2 separate regions of the Dromaius novaehollandiae genome follow, and region 2 is linked to region 1. The links are chromatin contacts, called in public Hi-C maps. All regions are on one chromosome and are shown on one strand. Each heading gives the region's core, a stretch centred on a gene start, on an enhancer-like site or on the middle of the called end of the contact. The rest is flanking DNA. Distances are from core to core; before and after follow the strand shown. Region 1 has its middle 220 kb from the start of ADAMTS18. Region 2 overlaps LOC112987637 (a long non-coding RNA gene).

What was found. Hi-C and Micro-C count contacts between places; a contact is called where the count stands out from the background.
Region 2: a contact with region 1 is called in a Hi-C map of brain, with 6 times the contacts expected there. The contact joins two enhancer-like sites. A contact is called at or near these places in 2 of 4 Hi-C or Micro-C datasets (brain and liver).

What each region holds. Positions count from the first base shown.
Region 1 is chr13:17,763,434-17,767,247 of bDroNov1.hap1, reverse strand. No RefSeq gene overlaps it. Among named protein-coding and RNA genes, the nearest start is that of ADAMTS18, 220 kb to the left of the region's middle. Within about 2 kb of position 1,362, at least 2 of the 2 cell types and tissues checked have open chromatin away from gene starts, as enhancers often do.
Region 2 is chr13:18,105,545-18,109,114 of bDroNov1.hap1, reverse strand. It overlaps LOC112987637 (a long non-coding RNA gene), which reads left to right. Exons shown (of 4, transcript XR_010391475.1): 2 at 681-767; 3 at 2,832-2,925. All of the region lies in intron 1 of LOC112987636 (a long non-coding RNA gene), which reads right to left. Among named protein-coding and RNA genes, the nearest start is that of WWOX, 7.9 kb to the left of the region's middle. Within about 2 kb of position 1,479, at least 1 of the 2 cell types and tissues checked has open chromatin away from gene starts, as enhancers often do.

The DNA of each region.
Region 1 (3,814 bases), core at 113-2,612:
TAGCAGAAATACTTTTGAATTACTTAACAGCTGCGAGACAAGATTCCTCATTACTTTGCAATTCTAAAAATGAACATTTGGAAGGGAGTTTAAGACCATTAAAGAAGATATATCTGAGGTTCAAATGGATTTCAAAATTACGCTTAAGAACAAGTATATGTGTATGTGTGTATATATCTCTATATAACCACAGAAATATGTATCTTCATCTCACCTTTTTCTTACGTACTGATTTCTGCATCTAAACTCTACTGTTCACTAAAAATTCTTACACCATGCAAAATAAAAAAAGGGGTCAAAGCCCAAAGGGAGAGATCCGCAGAAATGCCCCTGGGAATATGCACACAGTCTGTTGCACAGGCATGTTTATAACCCAACATTTCTGCAGACTTAAACTTGAAAGTGACTGGGAAAAAAATATCAAGCCTTGTTAGGTAAACCAAGATAACCTGTGGCCCCAGTTCATATGAGGAATAGTCCTTGCATTTACTTGTGTCTGTACTAAGTTCTAGGTCTGTGAATGAAAGAAAAAACAACCATGAGTGTGCAGAGATACGATTTTTGAGTTTGCCTTTGCAGTTATTCCAGGGAGGCCTCCGACAAAGTGAAACAGTTACGGTTTCATATCCATGTCAGTGCTCTGAACACCCCTCCTGGATGTTCATAGAGCCACGACATGCAACTTTATCCTCATGAACGTGTAGGATTATAATGAAACAGCCAGAGTTTGCACCTCCTAAGTCCAATGGTTACAGATTAACCAGTGCTTGCTATAAATTGCTTCTGCTATGAAAACCACTTGTGAGATGAGGACTCCCAGATGGTCTTTTTTACAACAGTGATCATTGAAAAGAAAATGAAAGAAACAATCAGCTGAAATGAAAAACTGAAAGACTTGTGGAAAATATTATCAGAACTACAGTTAGACATTGTCCAAAGTTTCACCTAGTACTAATACTCCATAAAATTACTGCAGGGAGGTGGGTAAGCCAGAGAAAAAAAATGAAACGCAGCTGATGACAATCTATATGGGATGCTGTAGGACTGCTATGCAGAAACGTACCGCCTTCCAAAAATCAGATACCGAGAACTGCCATAGCTGCAGATCATGTCAATCCTAAACCACTGCTGCAGCCTTCGATGCAGAGTTTTTTTATAGACTTATAATGTTTGTAATCCCTAAATCCAACAATACAATAATATACTAAAAATAGCTGTAAGTTCGCTTTTAATTCCTCTCAGAAACATCAGCTCTACATGCCTAATTAAATATCCTCAACACACACACAAACTGCAAGGAAAAAGACATCTCTCATGAGGGCCAGATGATTTTAATTAGGTCTCACTCAAACCCTGCCTACCGTCACATGGCACAGCTTGCTACAAAACACACACTCATGCTGAGACTGCACACTGTGGCCCAGGCCTCTCCTTCCCCTTTCATATTGGTTTCTTCTTTTTTGTCCTGATTTCTCCGCATTAGTTAGGAATTTGCTTTCATCCAGCCCCTAGAACTCAGGTTTTGAAATGCCCCAGACATGTCGGAGGCTGGTGCCATTGGCTGATTTCTTTTCTCTTACGCTCAGGAAGAGAGAGCCCACGCATACGGCATGCTTCTGCGCAGGAGAAGCTCAGCATATGCACAAAGGTTTCACGCAAATCTGTGAAGGAGGAGGAGAAACAGTGTTTATTTATTCTGAATAGAGTTACAGCCCCCTTATCCTCCCACAGACACAACCAGATTTGCTGTCAGCCCAGCACCTCGAATACAAACTCAAATCTCACTGCCCACCTCACAGGGCCCTACAGGTGAAATCCTCATGGCTGCTGCACAAAGCAGTTTGCCCCCTCCTCAAGGGACATCAGCAGAGGAAAGCGGGCACCACCACCAGCACAACACATCCAGACAAGGTCGACACTTCTGCTGTCTTCCACCACTAACCGCAGTTTTCCTCTCTTTCGCACCCGGGGAGGAATTTGTGCCTCAGTGCTGTGGCGTTCTGGGCCGCTGCAGACAGGTGAGAGAGGCACCTTTCAGCGTCCCAGCTCCAAGTCAGATGCTCAACAGGAGGCTTTCACATTAAATAATCGGGGAATCTTTAAACTACAGTCCTGCCCCTCGCCCTGTCCCAGCCATATCTACTGACAACAAGTACTAAACTTCGTGCTGCATGAGAATGACATAGATAACCAGTTTGCTTTAAGTAGGTATTCTGAAATGTTTCCAAAATAATAAAAAAATTTCATCTGCTTCAATACGACAGATAGTGGTTGTCACAGTTCTCAAGGTCCCTTAGTCTGTTCCTGTGTGATTTCTCCTTTCTTGGCCCTGAGTATGTTTATGCATAGGGTTCTCTTTTGGGGTTTCTTTGGGGTGCGTTACGGGTTCAAACATGCCCAGTGCCCAAGTGTCACAAGCTTCATCCCAGGCTGAAAGACTGCTGTTTACTAGGAAACTGTACCTGCCATGTCCAGGGATCACTGTAGATCTTGCAGTGACTTTTGAATTTGTAGGTCTTTTTATTTATTTTTTTTTTTTGATGCCAAACCAAGGAGGCTAGCAAATCAAAATATAAGAAGTTTTGTTTCAAGATTTCTGTTCATTTGTCTGATAATTTCTTTAATACTGTTTTTCTGCCATACGGAGTGAAAAATCGAGGCAGGAACTGAAAGGATCCTCGGCTCAGTCATCAGGAGACCAACTTTCTGTGGCCCCTAGAAAAATATCTGACTTCTCATATGAATGACTATTAAGCTGAGTGAGTCCCTCTTTCTTTCGTTTGAAAATAGGGTAGAACTTGACTGAAGATCTTTGTGACCATGGGTTTAACCCTTAGTAATTCAGGGTAAATATCTCTCTGCGGTTCTTCTCTGGGTCTTTAGAAAGGAATTCTACCATTCCCTCTGATGAATTATCCCTGTAAATGTAAATATGGTATCCCCCAAAACTCCTGGAAAATACTGTAAGAAGTAGACTAGCAAAAATAGAATTATGAATTCTCTTGTAGAGGACAGCTTGGTGGATTTTTATTGCTTCTAAGGCCATTAACTATAGAAAAATTCATTTTAAAACCTTCTAGATCTGTTGTAAAACAGAGCTTGGATTATTTTGCTGTTTCTATCCTTGATTTGTTATTCTTTTTAAGTTTTCAAGGCATGCAAGAATATGAAATTACAGCTGAAGCTGGTGAGAACTTGAAGTATGGAACTACTAAAAATTCACCTCTGATGTCAGAACAGTCATTTTATGGGAATAACATTGTAGATCAATGTATAAAACACTCTCAAGCATGTAAAATTAGACATGCACTGAAAATGATTTCACTCTGCTTTTACATTTTCAAAACTGACATGCTGCCATAGAATGGGGCAGAGTAACCCATAGTTCTAGGAAAGCATATGTTTAGATCTTCAGCATATTTATGTAAATGTTTGTGTTATCCTGTGAAAATGAGATATGCAAGAACACAAATTTCACTATTAATATTTGCTTGAAATTTCTGACAAATTCATCTGAGCTACAACCAACTCAACTTCTGCAGTGTGTGCTTGCAAAAGCTGCGGTGCAGACATGACTACCTGAGAATCTTTGCAGAAAGGAAAGTTTCAAAGTCATCTCAAGAGAGAAAAAAAAAAAAACCCACTCTACATTTGTTGGATGATTTCCTTGCAAAGACTGATTTGTTCCATTTTAGTGAAAAAAACTTCAGGGAGACAAAGCTGTTAGACTTTTTGTGGAATGGGAGAAATGTTGACCCATCTGAGAAATGGAGATATGCCTACTAGTTTAATAATGTTTAATAATGTTACATGT
Region 2 (3,570 bases), core at 230-2,729, 340 kb before region 1:
TGAATGTTGTACATAAAAAGCTGGTCATAAGTTCCCTTGAAAGTCTAGCTTTTATTGTACAAGATGTTTGAATTAAGGTCTTCACCTTTCCTTACTGAATAAGAATGCGTGTTCTGTGGTTTTGAAGAGGGACCAAGGGGGAAGTTACTTCCAAAAATAGTCTGTGCCTGTGCAACCTTTAAAAATGAAAAGTAGATCTTTAAAGAGTAATGGTTAACAATGTGCCCTCATTACTCATGTTTCAGTTGCTTTTCTTGGCACGAAAAAATTCTGTACTGGAGCTTCTATTCCATAGTTGAGCAGAATCCAGCATTTTAAACCTCCAGTCAAACTCACAAAACTCTTCACATTTACTCTGTTTTTGGTGGTAAAATGAAACCCACAAAATGTGTTAACAAAGAAATCTTTAAACACACGCTTTTGTATCCCTCAGCCAGACACAACTCTAACGGACATCTTCTGCTATAAACATTTAACTAATGTTCTGAATACTCAAATACTACATATGATGGTGATAAAAAGCAGATCTCAGTCCTCCCATCTAAAGATCATATTGCTGAATGTTTTTCACATTATTTATTGCCTTCTAATAATAAGTGTGACTTCTTTGGGAGAAAAGCTTAATAACAGACTATTTGTCTTTTTACTCAATTAAAGTCAATTGTTTCTTGATCTTACAGAAGAATGTGAAGAACCTTCCTAGTTCCTAACACAAGAGAGGGAGCAGAGATGCCTGCCTAGCATACATACCGCTGCTGAGCAAGAAGGTAAATAGAAGTAAGCGCAGAAGTAAAGGCTCTTACAACTCCAAGGCATTTCCAGCAAAGCTTACTGATCTATGCAGAATGCTATCTCAAGGCAAAAAGATACAGTAAACATCACCTCCTAAAACTGCCTGATTAGTATGGCAGCTAATGAAGGCCTCTGACATAGTCACAAGTTGAGACAGCTGTGTGTTATTGCTTTCTCAGGGTTGAGTTTGAAGAGAAAAAGGCACATCTATAGCACCTGAGGCAGACAGCTGTTCTCAGGAGAGCTTTATAGCTCAGACGCAGGTCTATGCTGAGTGATTACATAGCTTCCAAAAAGGAAACTTATGTCTGGCTGTCTCAGGATGTGACTAGAATGAACATGCAACTTCATGCATCTGACACCATAGACATACCCTATTCATTTTAGCCTGAATAATATCTTTTCTCATCAGTTGTTTTGAAGAGGGTAACTTGTCCAATTGCTACCAGGCAGAGCTGATTAGACATCAGTTTTCATTTTTGGTTCCTTTCCCCCTACCCCTCTTCCCTCCACCCAATCTCTCTCTTTTCACTCTGGGGGAAAAAAAAACCCTCAAAATTTTCTGCTTAATTTGATGATTTTTCCCCTCCTTTTTTCTTTTTTTTTTTGGTTTGACCACAGAACAAGACAAGCCATTATTCACCCGGTTCTGCTAATGAGCTCCTTTCTCAGAGTCTTTGTACCCTGCATAATGAAGAACATCTGCATCTTGCACAAAGCCTGACATTTCCCTGCCTATTCACCAATGGCTTTTTTCTCTTTTCTTTCAATGACTGAATGGATTAACAGTGCAATACTAATAACGTAGTGCATGGAAAAGGAAACTGGCAGAGTCTCCAGGACATTCTATTCTTATCACCTTCCTTTAATATTTTAGTAGAATTACTCAATTCATATGGTAATCATTTCCTTCTAATCAATATTTCATATATAACCTTGCTTATTCACTCCCACTTATTCTACTTGCCAAGAAAGCTGAATGAGACCATTGGGAGTATCCGTCTTCTCTGATACTGAGAATAGATTAATAATACTGGCAGCATGCTTACAAAAAGATGTAATTCATTAATTAACACATAAATAATTTGCTAAAGGTTAAGAAGTTGTTAATGTATGCCTTAATAAACAGCTATTACAAGGACCAGCCAACTAGTAAATTGCTTATAACTATAAAACCTGTTTTGATGTGCTTAGAGTAGTTCTCAAAATTTCTGAAAACAGTGGGCTGCCTAGCACCCACCACCTATCTCTTTGGAAATACTTGCATGGACTATTTTGTGCATCATTGCCAGAATGGGTTTCATATGAATTTATTGTATTATTTGTGTTAATACTTTTTATTTTTCCATAGTGGTTTGGTCATATGGGTGGGATTGTTTGGGAGACGTTTTTGGAGGGAGGAGAGAGACCATTTTGCAAGCTACCTTGTGATGTCGGACAAACTACCAGTGGTCCAGGTTGAGACATAGTGATGTGTGGTACACACTACTTATGTAAGGTGTTATTAACAGTTTATTTATTAACTCTTATTAAAAGTGTGTTTATGCAATTATAGCTCAAGATTCTAGTCACTGACATTACCGAGCATCTGCATACACGCACACACGCACACATACAGTTTTTATACCCTATGAACCCATCTGGTTTTACTTTAACACTAGAAGAATATCTAGTTTCAGTATGGCATCTCACAGAGAATGAAAAATCTGGATTTGAAGATCCAAAAATGACAGCAAACCCTGTCATCTGGTGGATAAGGACTTCACTAAGTCTCCTAATGTCCCTGTTATGTCAGTAAGATCCAATGGATGTTAGTTAATTGCTATATATCGGCAAAAATATTGTAGGAAAAACCACAGTGCTGTGCATACAAAGGTTTAGGAAGATTCACATAGTTATATAAACCGTAAGATCCCATCATCTTCCATTTAGCACAGTGTCTTTATAGTAGAAGAGAGTGCATAACAGATAGCAGAAGCTGTTTACTTCGTCACCTGTCTCTGATCTCAATAGCTGCATTTGCTCCGTATGCATTACAGGATTCCATAATGTAATCTGGGCTGATCCCAAGGACTGACCTGGGCTCTCTACAGGATCCATGCGCTACCACAGTTACTTTTGGCCAGTCTGAAGGTAAGTGCTTCCTCATAAAGTCATCTGAAAACTAATTTTAAAATAGGATATTTTTATGTGATTATTGTGCATTTGCTAGGGAAAATGTATCAAGTAGTTCACATTCTTTCAATTATGGGTATACCAGCAAAACCACCTATGAAAATGTAGTCCTATCTCAGTTAAACTCTTTAGGAATATGTTACAACAAAACATAAACAAAATATCACACCTAATTTGAAAGGTTCCTTATCCAGAGTAAACATACTTGCCAGTTCTTTAGAAAAATCTCGAAGTACTTCAGCGGTATTAATAAAATTTAGCACCTTGTAGCGTCACTTCAAAATAGCTATATATATTCCCATTTTACAGACATGGTACAGACCCTAGGAGATTAAGCAGTTAGAATTTAATCTCATTTAAAGCAGTGGAGAAATTCCACTGAGATCTTGGCATAGATTTAGTACCAAAGTTTGCATAAACTTGACTTTACGTAACAGATTTAATGAAATGTAGGATTTACTGTGGCCAAAGGGCTTTTTAGCAGCTACCTATCAACTAGCTTTTGTAATGATCCAAAATGGTTACAGTAATTTTTAGTAAGCAATATTCTCAGCAAACACTATGTTTTGATCAGCAGAGACCATATTACATTGTTGCAGGTAG